Regions from separate parts of the Sus scrofa genome. Here region 1 is linked to region 2. A link is a contact called in public promoter capture Hi-C data. All regions are on one chromosome and are shown on one strand. The core of a region is the stretch at or near the end of the contact, and the rest is flanking DNA. Distances in the headings are between cores, read along the strand shown. Region 1 holds the start of EFCAB2 (EF-hand calcium-binding domain-containing protein 2). Region 2 holds the start of DESI2 (desumoylating isopeptidase 2).

Region 1 (4,288 bases), core at 1,420-3,919, 190 kb after region 2:
AGAACATCGGCTCGTGTGAACAGATTTAATGCGCCATAAATTCAAACATGTAAAAAGATGTAACCTGTACATATCCCTCTGGCCCCACTGAATAATCGAATAAGTATCACTGCCTGAAACTAGGCCCTTGGCCCTTGCTTTTCTTTTTTTCTTTTCTTTTTTTTAATGGCCACACCTGCGGCATCTCAACGTTCCCAGGCTAGGAGTCAGATCAGAGCTGCAGTGAGGCCTACACCACAGCCACAGCAACTTGGGATCTGAGCCGCATCTGTGACCCACACCACAGCTCATGGCAACATGGGATCCTTAACCCACTGAGAGAGGCCAGGGATCGAACCCGGACCCTCGAGGACACAAGGTTGGGTTCTTATAACCCGCTGAGCCACAATGGCAACTCCTGCCTTCGCTTTTCTGGTTTAGACCTAAGCTTGTCTAATATCCATGCAGGGGATCAAAAATAACTTTTCAATTCTGAATTTCCAGAAAAAAACAAAAACAAAAACAAACAACACTGTGAAATTCTAAATGAAAAAATTCCTTAGCAGCAAAATATTAATTATATTACAAAGTTATCCAATCTATATTGAAATATATTCTGAGGAAAAAGAAATATAGCTGTAATTAATTTGCTATTGCCCAAAGTAAGCTAATAATGTTTAAAAAGCATTGAAAGAGTAATATAATCAGAGGTCAGGTTTCCAAAACCAAAGAAAAGTGGAAACCTCCAGCAAGCATCAGCGTAGTGTCTGCATTTACACATTGGCGTAGGTGGCTTTTGTCACTTGGATGGTAATTTTTTTTTTTTCACTTTGTGGAAAGTTTTCCAGACTAATTATTTTTAGGACTAATCAGCCAATTAGTCAATTGAAAATATTAAGCTCCTAGTATGTGTCCCAAGTTGGGACAGATACTGTGTATATATAAAAGGTCTAGGAGTTCCCGTCGTGGCTCAGTGGTTAACGAATCCGACCAGGAACCATGAGGTTGTGGGTTCGGTCCCTGCCCTTGCTCAGTGGGTTAAGGATCCGGCGTTGCTGTGAGCTGTGGTGTAGGTTGCAGACAAGGCTCGGATCCCGCGTTGCTGTGGCTCTGGCGTAGGCCAGTGGCTACAGCTCCGATTCGACCCCTGGCTTGGGAACCTCTACATGCTGCGGGAGCGGCCCAAAGAAATAGAAAAAAAAAAAAAAAGGTCTATATGTTGGGCTCCAGTCTTCAAATCTAATTGGGGAGGGAGGGGTTAGTTAACATACATTAAGTATTTTTTTATCATTTAAATTAGAGAAACAATGTTGTCTTAAATGTGCTGTTGGCTTTCGGAGAAGTACAGATTAATGTGGCTTGAAATAATCTAAATAATAAAGTTTGTTTCCCATTAAGTCTTTGAGAAGACTAAATTTTGTCCTAATTTTATTTATTTATTTATTTTTTTGCTTTTTAGGACTGCACCTACAGCATATGAAGATTCCCAGGCTAGGGGTTGAATCGGAGCTACAGCTGCCGCCTACACCACAGAGAAATGCAGGATCCAAGCCGGGTCTGCAACCTACACCACAGCTCACGGCAACACCGGATTCTTAACCCGCTGAGCGAGGCCAGGGATCGAACTCCTGTCCTCATGGATACTAGTTGGGTTCGTTAATCACTGGGCAACGAAGGGAACTCCACTCCTGCCCTAATTTTAAAAACGTACATTATTTCTGGGAGTTCCTGTGTGGCTCAGTGGTAACAAACCCAACTAGGATGCATGAAGCTGCGGATTCGATCCCTGGCCTCAGTCATCAGGTTATGGATCTGGCATTGCTGTGAGCTGTGGTGTAGGTCACAGATTCAGCTCGGATACCATATTGCTGTGGCTGTGGAGTAGGGCGGCAGCGGAAGCTCCAATGTGACCACTAGCCTGGGAGCTTCCATATGCCTTGGGTCTGGCCCCAAAAAGAAAGAAAGAAAAAAAAAAGGCATTATTTCAAACATGGAGAAATTGTTCTAGGCACTGGGGATATATGGACAAATAAAGCACAACTTGTCCTCAAGAGCTTACCTTTGATAGGCGGAAAGAAATAAACAAAGTCATTGCAAATCACTGCAAGAGGATTTACCAGTAGGGCACCTCCAAGGAAAGGGTTGACAGGGAAAGCTTCAAGTACTTGACCTTCAGGGATGTCACTGACGACAGGGAGAGGACAAATGTGTGTCTGTGGGGGGGTGAATACTGGGAGGGGAGAGAGAGAGGAGGGAAAGGCATTCCAGAAAAAGAAAACTGAAAGCAGCGTCTGAGCCTGTAGGGAACCTGAAGCTGGGGTTTTCCACATTTATTTCAAAGACCTTCATCATCTATATGGAAAGAGGGGTCTTTTAAAACATATAACTAGACCATAATGACTATGAAATTTAAATATACATGCTAATGATTACTTTCCCCTATTTTTCAGCTGTTCACAATTATATCCCATGTATGTAAGAATCTATCTTCAGATACGAGCCATTTTGTGATGATTCAATTGTTTCTAGTCAATTTCAAAGGGAATGATCAGAGCACCACATGAATATCTTCTACAGAAAAAAATATTTTAACAAAGATTATTAGTCAACTTAAGGTTTTAAGGGATTACAGAACTAGAATAAAAGGAGCATAAAAACTCAGGTAATAAAACCGTTTGATATCTTATATTTTGAAGGCCTCTTAATATTTAGCTAACGGCTTATAAACATTCACATAAAATCACATAAATGAATACACAGATGCACTTAAAATCACCTAAAATTCGTTTTAAAATATATATATTCTCTTGAACTACACCATTAGGGATATTATTCAAAAATCATTTTCGAAAGAAAACATTCTAGTAAGCTTTCCCTTAAAAAGAGAAAAAATTTCCCATCATGCTACAGCTTCAAAGTTTCAGAAACGCTTGATTTCAAACTTTCCCTGGGTACCTTTAACGGGTGGTCTGGTCAAATTTCACACCTAAGCACATTTCCACCTACTAACGGTGAGCATAACAGGGGTACTTTTTTGTTGCTATGAGAACCTTCTATTTTGTATCCGAAATCGCAGCCTTGACAACGCAAATGTTTGCGCCTGTTTTACACATGTTTTTCGACTGCGATTCCGCTCCTCCTAGTAATAACAGCCTAATGGCTCTGGTTTCCTCCCGCGCCGGCCCAGTTTTCCGTCCCAGCTCCAGCTCTCGGCCGCCGCCTCTGGGAGCGGGAGGCGAGTCCTGGACGGGAGAAAACCGAGGGCAGGAGGTGGGGCAGGTCCGGCCCCTCCGTGGCCTGCGGACGCCAAGCGGAGGCGGCGGGATGGCGGGCTGCTTTTGTCATCCCTCGGGAGCTGAGCTCTGCACCCAGTTCTCCAGCTGCGTTTAAAAATCTGCAGTAGGAAAAAAAAAAAAAAAAAAAATCGAGCAACGCCAGGTCCAAAGAACTGGAGGGGAGGGGGAGTGCAGTGTGTCCGTGATGTCCCCAAATGATCAGAGACAAGAACAGGAGGGGTTCCAGGCTTTATTATTAAATACTTCCTCCAAGCCAGAGAAACCTGGGCTCAGGCCTCGGTTCTGGAAGGAGGAGGATGATGTGAGGGACGGGGCGCGGGGGGCGCGTCCAGGCTTCCGGCCTCCAGGGCGTCAGAGGGTCGTGGCGGGAACGGGGAGGGCGCGCGCTCGGAGCTTCCCCCCCACCCCCCGCTCCAGGGTCTTTTTCCCTTGGGATTCGGAGATGCCCATCCTCCGGGCTGGCCTCGCCGCGGGGCAGGAGGGGGCCGGGGCGCCGCGACCTCGCCTAGCGACCGGCCTCTCCCGGGCGACGGCGCCGCAACAAGATGGCGGACGACAGAGAGAGGGAAGGCACAGGTAAGAGGCGCCGCGGGAGCCCGGCCCTCACCGCCCGCCGCGACCCCGGGCCGCGCGGAGGAGCTCCGGCCGGGGTGGGTCTCCCTGCCTCTGGGGCCCCGCCCTCAGCGAGACGCAGACTCAGCCGCAGCCTGCCGCGCGCCCGGCAGGGGAGGGGAGGCCCCCTCCCCCGCTCCCGCCGGCTTCCCCGCCCCGCCGCTCCGCCCTCCCGCCCCCTCCGCCTCGCCCCTCCTCCGAGGCCGAGCCTCGCTTCCTGCGCGGGTTGGGGCCGCGGCTCCTCCGGAGGCGGCCGGGCCATAATGGCGTCCTTGTTCACGGTCTCAGGGACGCCGCCTCCAGGCCCTCGGCGAGGCTCTCGTGGCCGCAGGCGCCACGCCGGCAACCGCTCAGGCCGTGGGCCCCTGGGGCGGCCTGGGTGAGGACGGACCCGGCCGCCA
Region 2 (4,222 bases), core at 621-3,120:
TCTCCTCAATAAGTGGTACTGGGGAAGCTCCCATGTGGTGCAGCAGAAAGGAATATGACTAGTATCCAAGAGGATGCAGGTTCGATCCCTGGCCTCGCTCAGTGGATTGATGATCTGGCATTGCCATGAGCTATGATGTAGGTCGCAGACGCGGCTCGGATCTAGCATCGCTGTGGCAGTGGTATAGGCTGGCAGTTGTAACTCCAATTCGACCCCTAGCCTGAGAACTTCCATATGCTGTGGATGTAGACCTAAAAAGCAAAAAAAAAAAGGGGGGGGGGAGGTGCTGGGAAAGCTGGACAGCTACATGCAAAAGAATGAAATTAGAACACTAACACCATACACAAAAATAAACTCCAAATGGTTTAAGGAAGTATGTGTAAAACCAGATGCTATAAAACTCCAGAGAAAACATAGGAAGAATACTCTTGACATAAATCACAGCAATATCTTTTTTTTTTTTTTTTTTTTTTTTGCTTTTTTGGCACTCCCGGATATGGAGTTAGCTAGGGTAATCGAGCTGTAGCACCGGCCTATGCAGAACAGCAACATGGATCGAGCGCTCTGAACTATACACAGCTCACGCAACGCGGATCATTACCACTGAGCAACAATCGAACCGACTCATGTTTAGTCATTGTTAACTGCGACACGGAATAGCAATATCTTTTTGAATCTGTCTCCTAGCATAATGGAAATAAAAACGAAGGGGACCTAATTAAACCTAAAAACATTTTTTTTTAATTTGCTCTGCATCTAAATGACCCCACATGGAGGTTCCAAGGCTAGGGAACTACAGTTGCTGGCCTACACCACAGCCACACCAGATCCTTAACCCCACTGAGCAAGGCCCGGGATTGAACCTGCATCTTCATGGATCCTACTTGGGGGATCTTTAACCGCTGAGCCACGAAGGGAACTCCTGCTTCTCCCTTTTAATGAGCTGTTTGTTCCCTGATACTTGCAGAGCTGGCTTTTTGTCGTTTAGATGGCCTTAAACCTCACCTCGTCAATGAGACCTTCCCACTGCATCACTCCATCCCATTTTAACTCTCTACAAAGCACATGCCACAGATATTTTGCCCTTCCTCCTGTTTATTTCCATATTCCCCCAAGCCCTAGGACACCGCCTGGCAAAGGGCAGACACACAAGTATTTTTTGAATGAATGCAATAGCACCTACCACGTCCTAGGGTTGTGCTAGTCTATGAGTACTGTATTCTTTTCCCATTTCAGCAGGATGGTTTCATTAAATGTAAAATTCCATATTAAGGATTAACTGGATGCATGTTACACTCTTTCCCCCACCAGTAACCTGCCTTCCTCTATTTCCCCATCCTTCTGCTTACAAAAAAAAAGTGAGGATGGATTTGGAAAACAGGGTCATCACTATGGTCTTTTGCCACGCTCCGATGCTTTCATCGAGCTCAACGCGACAGAAAGTAACTGCACCTGCAGCGGAAGGCGTTGCAGGTAGTTCTCACTGCCCCGCAAGGGCGGACTGCAAGGGCTAAGGCACAGAGCGCAAGCACTGCATGCTGGGAGCTGTAGTCTCCTGGGGAGGCCTGGTCCACAGCACCGGGCCCCCGCCGCATGCTGGGAGCTGTAGTCGATGGCTAGCAACACGCCGCGAAGACCGTCCAGGGTTGTTGAGGCTCCGCCTCTGTGCTTCCTCACTGCATGCTGGGAACTGTAGTCTCTCTAGGACCCCGGGCGCAGAGGTGCGGGGGCTGCGCCATCTTAGATCCGAGCGCGGCACTGGAGGCTAGAGCGCAGGCGGGCCCAGCCCCTGCGCCGGCCGGCCCCGCCCCCGGGCGCCTGGCGCCCGCCTCTCGCTCGGGCCCCGCCTTCCCCCACGTGTCTTCCACCGGGGGAGGCGCCTGAGCCCTAGCGGGCCGCCAACGGTCCGGCCCCGTCGGCGCAGAGGCTTCTGTCCGCGGCACCCGGGAGCGACCCGGTTCCCGATGTTCCCGCGCCGGCTGCCACGGGCCGGGCTGTGCGGTTAGTGCCCGGCTCCGGCCCCCTGAGGCGCCCGCGGGGGTGGGAGCGGCCTCGGCCCCGCGGAGACGGAGCGGCTGGAGGGCGAGGCGGCGGCCGCCGGGAGGAGGATGGGGGCTAACCAATTAGTGGTGCTCAACGTGTACGACATGGTGAGTGAGTACGGCCCCCGCGGGCCGAGCCCGGCCCAGGCCGGCATCCTCTCGCCGGTCGGCTCGGACCCGGCCCCACGCGTTTCCTGCCTGGCGTCGCCGCCTCCCGCTTAGTTCTCCGGGGTGGGGGGAGGGGAGTAATATTTTCTTAATCCCCGCCGACGTCGGCGCGCTTTTTCGCGTAGCCCAGGCTGCCCTTGGGCTTTGGCCGAGATTTGGTTCGCCTTGAACCTCTCGCGTGCCCCGACGTGGCTCGGACCTTGAGCTGGGCCCCACTCCCTGGCCGACGAGCCGAGTCCTTTCCACGAAGCTTAGGTCGCCGGTCGGACTTCCCACGCCACCACCGGGGCTCCGGGGCTGCCCTGCTTCTCCCACTCGATTTGCCCGCTCTCCCCTCCCCTCTCCTCCTGCCGAGCCGCACATCTCTGTTCATGCCCAAGTCCTTGGAAACTCCCAAGCCCCTCTTAAGTCCAGAAAGTCACCGCTTGTGCTGGAGACTGACTTCAGAGGTGAACAGGAGCCAACACACCCCTGCCTCCAAGGCAACCTCATTAAAATGAATGGAGGCTAAAATTGATCCAGCAGATAGTCCGGCTGCCTTATTTAGGGATCCTGATGGTGCTCCTTTCCTGGATTCTGGAGACCACTTTCCGGGTGATGCAACAGGTATCTGACGTGACCACAGGAGAGGGACGGGAAGAACTTGTTTGTTATGTCATCTGCCTTTGGTGTATTCTAAGCCCACAGAATCGAGTCCAAGGATCGGTTTGCCATTGAAACACCCAGTACAAAATTATTGTTGCAGTTAGAGGCATGCTTGGGTTTGTATGGCTTTGGGTTGATTAGTTTTTGCTTTGTAAGCGGTTACCTCTCTTTGCGTTGTTTAAAATTTCTTTTCGGATTGACCGAACGTTCCCATCATTGTTTTTGCTGGATGCAAAAGAACAGAAATACTAAAGGTCGGGAGTCTTGTTCTCCTTCATAGACCTAAAGTTTTGGTTCTCTTGCATTGTCTTTAAGTTTTTAAATTTCCAGTGTCGTATCTTGGGTAGAAGAGAATTCCCATGCCGCAATCTGGGAATTCGTGAGAGTAGGACATAGCTTGGTGTAGGCTCTAAGAAAAGTGGAACACTGTAGCAAAAGTTTCAGAGAAGAATAATCAGAATTAGAGATGCTAGAAAATCGTGCTGCTTTGTAAGGTCTTTGGCCTTTGTGACTGGTTAAGAAATAATTCCCCAGATTTAACCTTTTTCTGCAGAGAGCTGTAGTTGCCTTTACTTTTCAAGAATTCTTATATCCCTTTTACCGTGTCTTTGCCCCCCACCCCCTCAGTGATCTGACTGTTTATTCATGAAGAGTGTTACAAACCATCCTTGATGATGTATTGAGAACACTGTCTTCCTGTTCTTGCAGATGGTTTCCACTCCTTTATAAGTCAGAATTCTGCAGTGGCCAGGGGGCCATGGTTTCAGAGTCTAAAAGGAATCTGCGAAGGTAGAGGAAGAGGTATTAACTAGACAACAAAGATCTTATTCTTCACCTCGCCTTTGCAGAGGAGGTAGTTACAGAGGGAGCAGAGAGAGACAAAAGGGTGGGTTAAACCCGGCCTGATAACTTCGAAGTAGGAGCTAGAATTTCTAGACCACAGTCTGTTTCATTATCTTCTCCACTGCATAATTCCTGTGTTTATTTCTTATGTATTGCTTTTTCTTCCTAACAGAGGTATATGAGTCTTTATAGCTGAGTTATCAAACCTAGGCTTGTGTATTCTTTTTTCTTTTTTTTTTTTGCTTTTTAGGGCCGCACCTGTAGTATATGGAAGTTCCCAGGCTAAGGGTCGATTAGGAGCTGCAGCTGACGGCCTGCTCCACAGCCACAGCAACTCAAGATCCGAGCTATGTTGGCAACCTACACCACAGCTCACAGCAACTCCGGATCCTTAACCCACTGATCAAGGCCAGGGATCGAAACTGAGTCCTTATGGATACTCGTCAGATTCCTTTCCGCTGCGCCACAACAGGAAGTCCTTGTGTGTTTTTTTGAGAGCTTTCAGTTTGTGTTTTATGCCACTA

What was found. Promoter capture Hi-C pulls out the DNA fragments that hold promoters and counts their contacts.
Region 1: a promoter capture Hi-C map of liver shows a contact between it and region 2, with 5 times the contacts expected there. The contact joins the promoter of EFCAB2 here to the promoter of DESI2 in region 2. A contact is called at or near these places in 1 of 5 promoter capture datasets (liver), 3 of 47 Hi-C or Micro-C datasets (liver and skeletal muscle) and 2 of 2 datasets of contacts at active chromatin or transcription factors (alveolar macrophages and skeletal muscle).

Annotation. Positions count from the first base shown.
Region 1 is chr10:17,555,555-17,559,842 of Sscrofa11.1, forward strand. EFCAB2 (EF-hand calcium-binding domain-containing protein 2) reads left to right here and starts at 2,670. Exons shown (of 6, transcript XM_005653792.3): 1 at 2,670-3,851. The coding sequence starts at 3,460.
Region 2 is chr10:17,363,796-17,368,017 of Sscrofa11.1, forward strand. DESI2 (desumoylating isopeptidase 2) reads left to right here and starts at 1,871. Exons shown (of 5, transcript NM_001097419.1): 1 at 1,871-2,150. The coding sequence starts at 2,109.